Linked DNA regions of Sus scrofa: all the other regions are linked to region 3. A link is a contact called in public HiChIP or PLAC-seq data. All regions are on one chromosome and are shown on one strand. The core of a region is the stretch at or near the end of the contact, and the rest is flanking DNA. Distances in the headings are between cores, read along the strand shown.

What was found. HiChIP or PLAC-seq counts read pairs in DNA pulled down with a chosen protein or histone mark.
Region 1: a contact with region 3 is called in an H3K27ac HiChIP or PLAC-seq map of skeletal muscle. The contact joins two enhancer-like sites. A contact is called at or near these places in 2 of 47 Hi-C or Micro-C datasets (both in skeletal muscle) and 2 of 2 datasets of contacts at active chromatin or transcription factors (alveolar macrophages and skeletal muscle).
Region 2: an H3K27ac HiChIP or PLAC-seq map of skeletal muscle shows a contact between it and region 3, with 5 times the contacts expected there. The contact joins two enhancer-like sites. A contact is called at or near these places in 2 of 47 Hi-C or Micro-C datasets (mesenteric adipose tissue and retroperitoneal adipose tissue) and 1 of 2 datasets of contacts at active chromatin or transcription factors (skeletal muscle).

What each region holds. Positions count from the first base shown.
Region 1 is chr6:152,922,587-152,926,548 of Sscrofa11.1, forward strand. All of the region lies in intron 8 of FGGY (FGGY carbohydrate kinase domain-containing protein), which reads right to left. Among named protein-coding and RNA genes, the nearest start is that of HOOK1, 220 kb to the left of the region's middle. Within about 2 kb of position 2,500, at least 3 of the 83 cell types and tissues checked have an H3K27ac peak or open chromatin away from gene starts, as enhancers often do. A contact at or near this core is called in skeletal muscle, where this site is marked.
Region 2 is chr6:152,996,808-153,000,777 of Sscrofa11.1, forward strand. The region is part of intron 6 of FGGY (FGGY carbohydrate kinase domain-containing protein); the gene reads right to left. Among named protein-coding and RNA genes, the nearest start is that of FGGY, 210 kb to the right of the region's middle. Within about 2 kb of position 2,229, at least 23 of the 83 cell types and tissues checked have an H3K27ac peak or open chromatin away from gene starts, as enhancers often do. A contact at or near this core is called in retroperitoneal adipose tissue and skeletal muscle, where this site is marked.
Region 3 is chr6:153,565,947-153,569,645 of Sscrofa11.1, forward strand. No RefSeq gene overlaps it. Among named protein-coding and RNA genes, the nearest start is that of JUN, 120 kb to the right of the region's middle. Within about 2 kb of position 1,510, at least 39 of the 83 cell types and tissues checked have an H3K27ac peak or open chromatin away from gene starts, as enhancers often do. A contact at or near this core is called in retroperitoneal adipose tissue and skeletal muscle, where this site is marked.

The DNA.
Region 1 (3,962 bases), core at 1,250-3,749, 640 kb before region 3:
CTAATCATCATGTCCAAAATAGAACCTGTCATCCCCCTCATCCTAACTTGTCCCCATCTCAATGAATGGTACCCTCTTTACTCAACCAGTAACCAGTAGGACAGCATTCTCGTTTTTTGTTTTTTTCTTTTATGGCCACCCCAGGGCACATGGAATTCCCAGACCAGGGATCAGATCCAAGCTGCACTTGTGACCTATGCTGCAGCTGCAGTAATGCCAGATCCTTTAACTCACTGTGCTGGGCCAGGGATCGAACCTGCACCCCAGGGCTCTAAATACGTTGCTGATCCTGTTGAGCCACAGTGGGGACGCCCAGCTTAGCATTCTTGACTTTTTGATCTCATTCATCTGTTTCACATAAGGTTGCATGTGTTGTTAACTCTATTTTTCAAACACAAGCTCTTGTGCTTCTCCCCACTGCCACTATATTAGTCAATCAATTTCATTTTCTTGCTTGGATTTATTATAATAGCAATTAATTAAATTAGGTTTCAAATATTGTCCTTCCCCCTGCAACCCTGCAAGCCCTATTCAGAGACTCCAACTTCCATACCTCCAACACAGTGATCTATCTTTCTTTCTTTCTTTGCCCACACCTGCAGCATATGGAAGTTTCCAGGCTAGGGGTCAAATTAGAACTGCAGCTGCCCACCTGCACCACAGCAATGCCAGATCTGAGCTGCATCTGCAACCTACACCACAATTCATGGAAATGCCGGGATCGTATTCGCACCCTCGTGGATACTAGTGAGCTTCCTTACCACTGAGCCACAATGGGAACTCCTGATCTTTCTAATACACAAACCTAATTAAATCACTTCCCTTATGTACATCTTTAGATGCTCCCCATGGCATATGAGACCTGGCTTTGATCTATTTGGCCTAATCATACATGTGGTCATATCCCCCAGCCTTTGTCCCATCATTTTTGATGGCAGTGAGTCCATAAAAGCCTAGAAGTTCCTCAAGTGAACCATCTTCTTCCTCATCTCCAAATCTTCATAAATTCTCTTCTTTCTGTCTAAAAAGGCTGCCTCTCTCACCTTCCCCTGACTAATGCTTACATGTCCTTTTATAAGACTCTGTTCTGTATTACCCGCTCTGGGAAACCTTCTCTAAATTCTGACTTCTTCCCCAGTGCTGGCTTGGCTGCTCCTCCCCGTGTCTTCCCTTAGCTCTCTGTACTTCCACGTTGTGTCCTAACACATGTTACATAGGTCAATGTACATGCCAAGATCTGTAAATACATACATAATACATACTTCATGTGCCATGTGTCGTATGCCTTGCAAATGCCAACATCATCCAAATGCCGGGCATGGCTACCATTATTATTAACATGACAACCTCACCAGCATGAAGAGCAACAACAGACTATAACCATACATCCAATCAGCTATAAGGGAAACGTGGTTAATAAAGCTCAGGCTTGCCAAAGTTTCCTCTCCTCTATTTGGAGGTTTCTGGAAAGGTTCAGAGTTGGTCCTTCTGAGAAACCCAATCCCTTTATTTCTGAGCAAAACAAGAATACATGAAACCTGTTCACAGATCTTCAGTGGTCTGACTGAACAGGAAAGGCGCCAAGCAACTGTGTCATCCAACCAAACGGTCCCCAAATTTGGGATGGAGGGAGGCTGCCAAGTATCGTTTGCAATGTCCTGAATTATTCGCAAAGGATTTAAGACTCCTTAAACTTTCATCTTTATCATTCTTCATTCATCATCATTCTGTCATCCATATATGATCACAACAGAAATGTCATTCATATGTTTCTCATCTACTTACCTCAATGCACCCAAAGTTAATTGCAAGAGAGACCGAACCCCCAAAAAAACTTTGAGGTTCTCCTCAAGTTCCCCCTGATTTTCTTTCCCCTGTGGACAAGAAACCACACGTGGCCTTTCCTAAACCAATGCCTGACTGGCTCCAGGGAGCTCAGACTGGCTTCGGCTTTGGAAGCTCTGAGAGCTGTCTGACCCCAAAGATGTAAAATCATGTCTTATATCTTTTTCACAGTCCCAACAATCTGTGGTGGGTGAACATTTACTAGTTTCTTCTGTGGTGGGGGAGGGGTAGGCGGGGTGGAGGGGAAGGAGCTTCGGGGGGGGGGGTGCCCAGTCTACACAGTAGCTAATCATCAGAGGGATTCTTAGCTCTGTTGCTCTGATGTCACATAGCAAATTGGACCCTTAAAGTCAGAACCATATTTTCTATTTCTGTCACATCCCTCATGCGTGAGCCAAGCACTAACTATCAAGTGGTTCTCAAATATGGCCCAATCAATGCTCTTTTGATTCTAAACTGGCTGTTAGGAAAAGCAGCTCTGGCCTATAGAATTTAGGGTTCCTTTGAAAAGATGCCTGGGAGCAGCCTCACAGTCAAGGCTGATGAGCAGGGACAGAGGAGAATGACATAGCTTTTTCCCCTGTGACAAGACCTTGGCACCTATGACACAGTGCTTCCATTGGCCATGCTCTGATTTTGACTTCTGGGTTGCTGGGGACAGGTTCTCTCCCTGCCCTGCTCCTGTTTAGTTTCTGTGTTTCCCTTATTAAGACCAGAGTCTGGCCTGAGTTATTGTCTCAACAATGTGACCACTGACTTTTGATTTTCTGGTTCGACTCTCAATTTTCTGTCTCAACTTGCTGTGTGACCTTGGCCCTTGGGGTGTTCATCTGAAAAATGGGGCAAACAGGACCTCTTTTCACAGACTTGTAAAGATTAAATGTGACACAGTCTATTATAGGCATTGGTACAGTGCCTGGTACATTCAGTGACTCAGGGAAACGTAGCCTGTATTAATATCATCACCTCCATACTGGCCAAAGTGTACTTCTTATTTATGGATTGGTGTACACAGGGGTGTTTAATTTTAAAAAGTACGATCTGATACCATCTTGACTAGAATGCTAAAGTAGGGTACAGATGTTGTACTGACTCTAGAGAAGAGAAAGCGAGATAAGAAACTATCACCTGGATTCATTTCTACTGGGAAGATCTGTCACTGGGATTAAACACAATTGAGGCTTTACCTTGTTAACAGCTTATTATATAAAGGCAAAGAGAATGTAGGCTGTTTTATTTATTTATTTTGTCTTTTCTAGGGTCACACTTGCATCATATGGAGGTTCCCAGGCTAGGGGTCTAATCGGAGCTATAGCCGCTGGCCTACACCACAGCCACGGCAACTTGGGATCTGAGCCGTGTCTGAGACCTACACCACAGCTCACAGCAATGCCAGATCGCTTAACCCACTGAGTGAGGCCAGGGATTGAACCCACAACCTCATGGTTCCTAGTCAGATTTGTTACAGCACCACGATGGGAACTCCATAGGCTGTTTTATAATGGGGCCTCTTTCAATAAAAGTCACAATTTCTGTGCATGTGCATCCATTGTTGCCTTTTGCAAGCACTCCCCAAAGACCCCACTCCTGCTAATCAGGTTTAGTTCAAGGGAATTTGGGCCATGTCCATACAAGACTAAACCTAAAGAATCCTGATCCTGGAGTTCCGGGAGCTGTAATGTAGGTCGCAGATGAGCTGTGGTGTAGGTCGCAGACTCGGCTTGGATCCTGAGTTGCTGTGCTCTGGCATAAGCCTGTGTGGCTACAGCTCCAATTAGACCCCTAGCCTGGGAACCTCCATATGCTGCGCATGCAGCCCTGGAAAAATACAAAAAGAGCAAAAAAAAAAAAAAAAAAAAAAAAAATCCTGATCTGCAGAACTCTCTCTCTCCATTTTTGGCCTCACAAAAGAAGAGACGGCTAACCTGGCTGGGCAAACAGAACTAGAAACTACCTATAGCTACATGGATGGCTCCCCCAGTGAGCGACTGCAGAACTGTTATAAACTGAGAAGCGTTTGTTGAATATCAGCCGAGGGGCATAGGATGAAGGAGGTTATCTCTTACATTTTCTCTACAACAATGGAGACTGTAGAGAGTGATGGTTGGATGAAGGAG
Region 2 (3,970 bases), core at 979-3,478, 570 kb before region 3:
CTAGAAGACAAGGTGTCCTGGGACTGGATCATGTCTGACTTCTCCCTCTGTCCAATCCTACCATCCTCCTTCCTTTCCCAGATGGCAACCCTCAATCTTCTACCCCCGAATCTGTCTCAGCATCAGCTTCCAGAGAACCCAACCTAGGGCAAGTGAGCCCAGCTTTCTCCTCAATCCAATAGTCTAGTAATGAAAATAAATATGCACAAAGATTAACACTCTTGGAGTTCCTGCTATGGCTCAGTGAGTTAAGAATCTAAGTATCCATGAGGATGTCGGTTTGATCCCTGGCCTTGCTCAGTGAGTTAAGGATCTGGCTTCGCGTAGGTTGCAGATGTGGCCTGGATCCCAAGCTGCTGTGGCTGTGGTGTGGGGCAGCTGGAAACAGCTTGGCATAAGAGAGGAGGATAGAAATAAGAGGAAATCTCTGAGAAATCACCCCAGATCACAACCGATCTGCCCGAGGGGCACTGAGGGGACCAGAGGAGCTGTCAGAAGCAGGCTTTTCCAGAAATAATCCTCCTTCCGCTCTTCTTTCACCCTAACATTCAATGAATCACAGCATCGGTTTTCCCAGACTTCATCAGAACTTCACAGCCTCTGCATTTGCGGTCTCTTCATTTCTTCATTCAACCATTCAGCGAACATTTCAAGACAATGGTTATGATGAAGGCCCCAGATATTTTCCATTGCCCTGTGCCTAGATCTGGGTGCTGGGGAATGAGTGAAAGACGAGCCTCCGATCTCAGAAGGCTTGCACAGCAGTCTGTGCAAACCAAGGCCCTCAAGACTGTAGATAAAAGCTCTGAAGGTGGAATGTGCGTGGTGGTCTCAGAGCACTGGCGAGGGCAGGAAATCAAGAGGAAGGTGACATCCGAGCTTGGTCTGGAAAGACAGGTGGCCGATTGCTGGTTTCAGTGCTTGGGGAAACGGATGCCATTAGAGTGAAAGTGGGTTCACTGCAGGGAGTCCCGATGAGCACAGAGGGTGTGAGGCATTCGGTATGTTGGCAAAAAAGGGCACCAGGTAGGCAAGGGGACCTGTGGCCACCTGGACAAGAGCAGGGGACCTCAGGCAGGGCCAACTAAGGCAGTGTGGCCCCAATGACCAACAGCTCTGAGCTCCCTGATTTATCATTTAAGAAGATAAACCTGCAGTGTAGAGAAAGGCGAGAACAGGAAATCATTTTCATCTTTAAAACAATCAAGCCAACTAAAAAAGCAGGCTGCCAAACAGTAGCAGAGAAGACTTCTTTTAAAAAACAACCACAGAGATGTAGATGGATTTATTTGTAAAAATCCCTTCCTAAGGAAGCAATACAGAGAAGAGGTTTTCCCTGGAGAGAGAAAATACGTGTTTTTCATTTTTTTTTTAATTAACCTATACCTTCTAATTGCTCTACTTTGAACGTAGTTTTTCTGTAATATTTCCAAAGGTATTTGCCCCCTTAACTCTATGCAGGGTGAACAAATTAGAGCACATGTATTCAGCAGAAAACACTTCACAGCCGTTAACATGAACGAGGAAGAATTAAAAGTATGGATGTGGAAGGGAGTCCAGGATAAGTTAAGGGAAAGTGGCAAGCTGCAGAATAGCAATTGGAGTAAGATCCCATTTGTGACTTGTATTAAACGGTACCGAAATTAAGCACATACACTCCCAGAAAAATCCTAGAAAAAATATGCAGAATATTGTTACAGTGGAGACTCGGGTCCAGGGAAGGGCTGTCATTTGGGCTTCTTCTGTACCCTGGCCTTGTATGTCTTTCATGATCGAGACAAGCTAGTTAAAATAAACGCACAGTTCCACTAGGGAGAACACTGCACACCTTTTTTAAACCCTGTTCCTCAGCCTGAAGGCAGGAGAGAGGCCCGAGGCCCGTTCACGTATTTCCTTGCTCTGGCTGTGGCCTCTGTTCCTGTGAACACAAGCTCACCTTGGGGTGTAAAAAAGCAACCGCTCTGAGGGCTGCTGGGCTCATGGCCACTGATTCCCATTCCGATGGGCAGAGTCGGTGTGAGGGTCACACGCTGGGGCCTACAATTAGCCGGTGGTTGCCGTCTCTCTTCATAGGCGGGGGCTACTATTACACCAAATCCTCCCCTACCAGTTTTTCAATTATCTATGACTAATGAGCACTTTGGGAACAGTTTCAGACACACACATAATCCTCTTGCCTGACGTCAGCAGCAGAAATTAATGACTGTGTGGATTGCTGGGAGACAGAAAATGCATTATAATGGTCAACAGAACTGTTATCCTCTCCAGGAAGGGGGAGGTGGGGGCAGGGTGTTGTATTAACTGGAAGGTTCAGTGTTCCTTTGTATTCCTACAAACAGGAGATGAAACCCAGCGGGGAGAGCTGGCTCAGAGCCCATGGAAATGTCAGCGAGAGGTTTGGGCGTGGGTGGTATGCGACCCTGGTCCCTCTGTGCTTGGCACCGGACCCCCAGTCCCCGCTCATTTTTGCCAAGGTCAACAGGTCAGCTGGATCGGCCGGGACAGTGCTAAGTGACATCCTGCCCTGCCTGCAGAGTCCTTTCGGACTGAATGGACTTTCAATTTGGTGTAGGGAAGGGAGAACAAAAACAAGAACGGGCAACTCTCAAACAATAGGCTGGAGGTAATTTCAAATGACTGTGGTACTTTGCATGAGTTTGCTGTTTTACACAGGCATACTATGTCCTGGCGTAGCTTCAAAGATTGTTAAGACCTGGTCCAATTCTTGTAGAGCCCCAACGTTATGTGAACCATGAGCCCTCAATGGAAAAAATAAATAAATAAATAAAACAAACCAAAAAACAAATAAACAAAAAACCCACAAAAAATAGTGCCATTGTGTGTGCATGATGGCCAGCAGACTGCCTCCTGATTTATTATTAATATTTTTTTTAATTATTTTTGCTTTTTAGGGTAGCACCCACAATATATGGATGCTCCCAGGCTAGGGGTAGAATTGGAGCTACAGCTGCCAGCCTACACCACAGCTCACAGCAACACCAGATCCTTAACCCACTGAGCAAAGACAGGGATCGAACCCACTTTGTCAAGGATACTAGTCGGGTTTGTTACCACTGAGCCACAGCAGGAACTCCGACTGGCTACTGATTTAAAAGAACTGTCAGAGTCAGGGGCTTGACCTGTACCTAGCACCTAAATCCCTCTATAGAGATCTCACCTGGGCAGGTTGGCTTAGGGAGTTTTCTAGACCTGGAACCACGACTGACACAAGACTAAATGAAAAACATTCCAGCAATTCTTACTCCTGAATGGAAGGTACCCAAGGCCCAGAACAATTCACTCAGTCCAAGAAAGTAATGAAAAACTCCAACCTGACATGTTCAGCCACCTGTTGAAAGACATCTGCTGAAACATTAAGCATTCATTTCCCTCTTAAAACCAGAATCATTTTCACTAGGAATTCAATTCCATTTTATTAAATTCTATTTTAAATTATTGATTAAATATTTTTACTAACTTTGTAAAAAATTTTATTGCAATATAGCTGATTAAATAATTTTCTGATGATATCCTCATCAATTGTAATTCATTAAGGAAATGTTCACTAAGTACCTACTATGTACCAAGCACTGCTGTCCTGCTGAAAATGCATTAAAGAACAAGATAGATAAGAGTCCCTGCCCTTATAGGCTTATTCTCAGTAGACACTATTCCCAACCAGTGCCTTTTCTGAATTACATCTTGTAACTATTACAGTCTTATAAGTTCTTCTGTGATTTGGACTGTCTTTTATGTATTATGCAGTATATGTAAGTTCTGGGGACAGGGGTCAAATCAGAGCTGCAGACCTACACCACAGTCACGGCATCATCAAACCCAAGCAGCATCTGTTACCTATGCCACAACCTGTGGTGACCTCAGATCCTTAAGCCACTGAGCAAGGGCAGGGATCGAACCTGCAGCCTCATGGGCATTATGTTGGGGTCTTAACCCACTGAGCCACAATGTG
Region 3 (3,699 bases), core at 260-2,759:
TTATTTAATTAATAAGGCAATTTTTAAAAGGGGGCAGTTTCAAATCAACACACATGCCAAGGAAACTGAAAAGCAAGAGCTAACCCACAATTTCATATGTGGTTCCATTCATCATTGGAAGGGTCCCTTATGTGGAGTCATGAATAACAGGATCATCCAAACCCAAGTTAATGTTTTACAAACTATAACAGCAGCCAACCAAATTGCTTCTGGACCAGATTAACCATAATCAGTGTGCACCAGTGTAACGATGCTTGAGTTTCTTCTTGCTGTATGACAATATCGTTGAAGAAAGTCATTATTCAAAATTTTCCAGTGATTGTCTATTTACTAAGCCAAAGGTTACGAAAGGGAAAAAAAAGCTATTTTCATTTTGTACCTAGAATCGCATCACACACCCACATGCATCCCCCCAAACCTCCTTCTTTTTGCGAGATTTGGAAGGGACTGAAATAAGGGTGCCCGGGGCCCTGGGAGCTGGGGCTGTCGATGGCTCACCCAGCAAGCACTTGGCAGTTCAGTTAAGAGAGGAAATCGGAGAGGGCAGGGAGGGGGCCCAGCCAGACCTAAAGGGATGAGCTGCACAGTGGGGGAGGGAGAAGGGCAGGAGTCTTATTAGCAAAAGCAGCTGCCCGCCAAGTAGGGCAGGTGTCTGACTTTCTGAAGAAAAGAGAGAATTGCGGCTGTTTTAACCTCAGGCCTTTAAGGATCCAGAAGAAAGTGGGGGATGGGGAGGAAGAGCACACCCCGCTCTATTCCCTCAACTCCTTGCATCGTCCACCTTCATCTTCCTTGACCTCACACCTCCCTGTCCATCCTAGAGCCACATCGGACACCTGTTCCAAGAACACTTTCCTGATCTTTACAACTCAGAGAAGAATCTCTTCTCTCCCAAGTGCCTGTGGAACTCTGTGTACCCTTTTAAGTCTTCTCAGGGTTCTTTAATTACTCTGCCAAACTCCTGCATTCTTTTTCTTCTCTTCTCTTTCTCTTTTTTAATAGCTTTATGGAGGTATCATTGAGTGCAATAAGCTGTGTGAATTGAAGCACACAATTCACTACCTACACACCTGTGAACCCATCACCCCCACCTCCAAGTGTCCTCCTGTCCCCTTGCATTCTCCCCTCCTCCCTCCCTTCTCCAACCACGGCCCATCTGCTTTCTAACCCTGTACATCAGCCTGCGTTTTCTAGAGTTCTAGATGCAGGAAATGATAGAGTATGACCGTTTTTGGACTGGCTTCATTCACTGAATTATGTTGAAATCCACCCATTTGGCACTCACTCCTCCTGGGAATGTGGGTTCCCGGTGGTGGTGGGGCGGTAGGGGGGCGGGTCGGGGCACAGATGCTGGGCACAAAGGAAGACCACAATGGAGGACACTGGTGTGATGGGCAGACCTCTGGATTTGGTGCCCGAACAGATGTGGATCTCAGCCCAGACTCGACCGCTGCCAGCTGTGTAGCCAGGAGGAAGTCATTCAGGGTCCAAGCCTCAGTTTCCTCATTTAGAAGTTGGGGGCAGTGATCTAGTCCCTTCTCTCAGCAGAGCCCTGTGAGACACCACTGAGCCAAGAGATAAAGTGCTCTGTAAACTGTGAAAGGTCAGTCCTGGGCAAGGGATTAGGCCTGGATCAAGGCAGAAGCACACTGGGAATGCCCCAGCTCCCAGGGCTATTTAAAGGCTGCCTTGAATCCAGGGATTGGCAACTCCTCACAGAAATGGCCAATAAGAGCTAGGCCTGGTGGCCTTTAATCCCGGCCCAGTCACCAAAATGTCAAGGATTCTTTTCCAGCGACCCTCCTCCCTCCTCTGCTGGGGTTGTGCTTATTTACAAGGTCTCCTGCCCTGCGGGGAGCCGCATGTGACCTGAGGATTCCTCCTCTGGCCTGGAGCTGGCTGATAAGGGCGGCCCATCTGCTGGGGGCTCGGAGAACCACAGGAACAGGAACTGGGAGGAGGCGGGGAGGAGAGGGGAGCCCGCCAGGCCCCCCTGCCGCTTCCTTTGGCCGGGATTGACATAGAGGGGACAAGGCTGGAGGGAGAGAAGGAAATGGTTGTCTCCTGTTTAAAACCGACTTGACCTATAAAATCACACCAGATTTGAAGAGACTTTCCATCTCCTTTCATGAACTGGGTTTCTTTGCTGTTGATTTAGTAAAGAGAGGTGAGGTGAACCAGAAAGACCCAGAGAAGGAAACTCAAGGTTTAATACTGTCATTTCTTTTTTTCCTTTTTTTTAAATGATTTTTAAATTGCAATATAGTTGATTCACAATGTTGTTTTAGTTTCAAGTGTCCAGAAAAGTGATTCGGTTATAAACGTGTGTGTGTGTACACATATTTTTTCAGACTCTTTTCAGAATCTTTTCTCAGATTCTTTCCCCTCATAGGATATTACAAACCTATAAGGTCCTTGTTAGTTATCTATTTTATATATAGTAGTGTTAATCTCAAACCGCTCTTTTATCTCTCCCAGCACCGTCATTTCTTGTGTGAGCTTAGCTTTAGTTAAGCCACTCAGGCTTTAGCTAATTAGAGCTGCCAATTTTTGAATACCTACTATGCCTCAGGCATGACGCTGAATTTTCTATATACTTTTTCAGTGTAACCCTCAAAGCTACACTGAGGTGAATAGTCTTCCTCTCATTTTACAGTTACTGAAGTGAAATAGCATGTCAAAGGTCATCTAGGACTTGAGCCAGAAATTTAACTCAGTCCTGTTTGATAACACAACCTGTGGTTTTGTTTTGGTTTTTGTTTTGTTTTGTTTTGTTTTTTGTTTTTCTGTTCAGTTGGTTGTTTTTTCATTGTTGGTTTTGTTTTGTTTTGTTTTTTAATTTATTTTAGTGTCTTTTTAGGGCCACACCCATGGCATATGGAAGTTCCCAGGCTAGGGGTTGAATCAGAGCTACAGTTGGCGGCCTACGCCACAGCCACAGCAACGCTGGATCTGAGACGCATCTTCGACCTACACCACAGCTCATGGCAATGCTGGATCCTTAACCCACTGAGCAAGGCCAAGGATTGAGCGAATCCTCTTTCCATGCATACTAGTCAGGTTCATTACCACTGAGCCACAATGGGAGCTCCCGAATCTATTTATTTATTTATTTTAATTTTTTTAAGAACTTGAGGCCAGCAATTCTTAAGGAATGAACTTAATAATAAATTATTTCCTGGTCATGTTCTGTGACCAATTTAATATGGGGAATGCTGACTACAGTGTCCCTGTCATAAAGACCCACAGTGTAATTTTGTATCTAGAAATTCTGTGAAGTCCTGGAGTGAGAAAAACTTAACTTTTTTTTTTTTTTTCCAACCAAGAATTTCCCATATTAAATGGACCATCAGTCTTTTTTCCTGTAACATCTTTTCATGGTCTAAGAGGCAAGTGCTCCTCGGAGACTCACAGCTGGGAACCACAACTGAAGCAGAATTAAAGGATTACAGAGTTTATCCCACTAACTATAAGACTTCTATGAACAACAACTTTTTAAAACATCTCCATGAATGAGAGGCTCACTACCTGGCCAGACAGCTTGTTCCATTGTTGTACAAATGCACTGGTTAGAACAGCACTGCCCAATCGAAAGATACTGCAAGCCCCAAGTATGGCTCTAAGCTTTCTAGAAGCCACAAGAAAAAAACTAAAAAGGACAGGCAAAATTCATTTTAACAATATATATTATTTACCCTC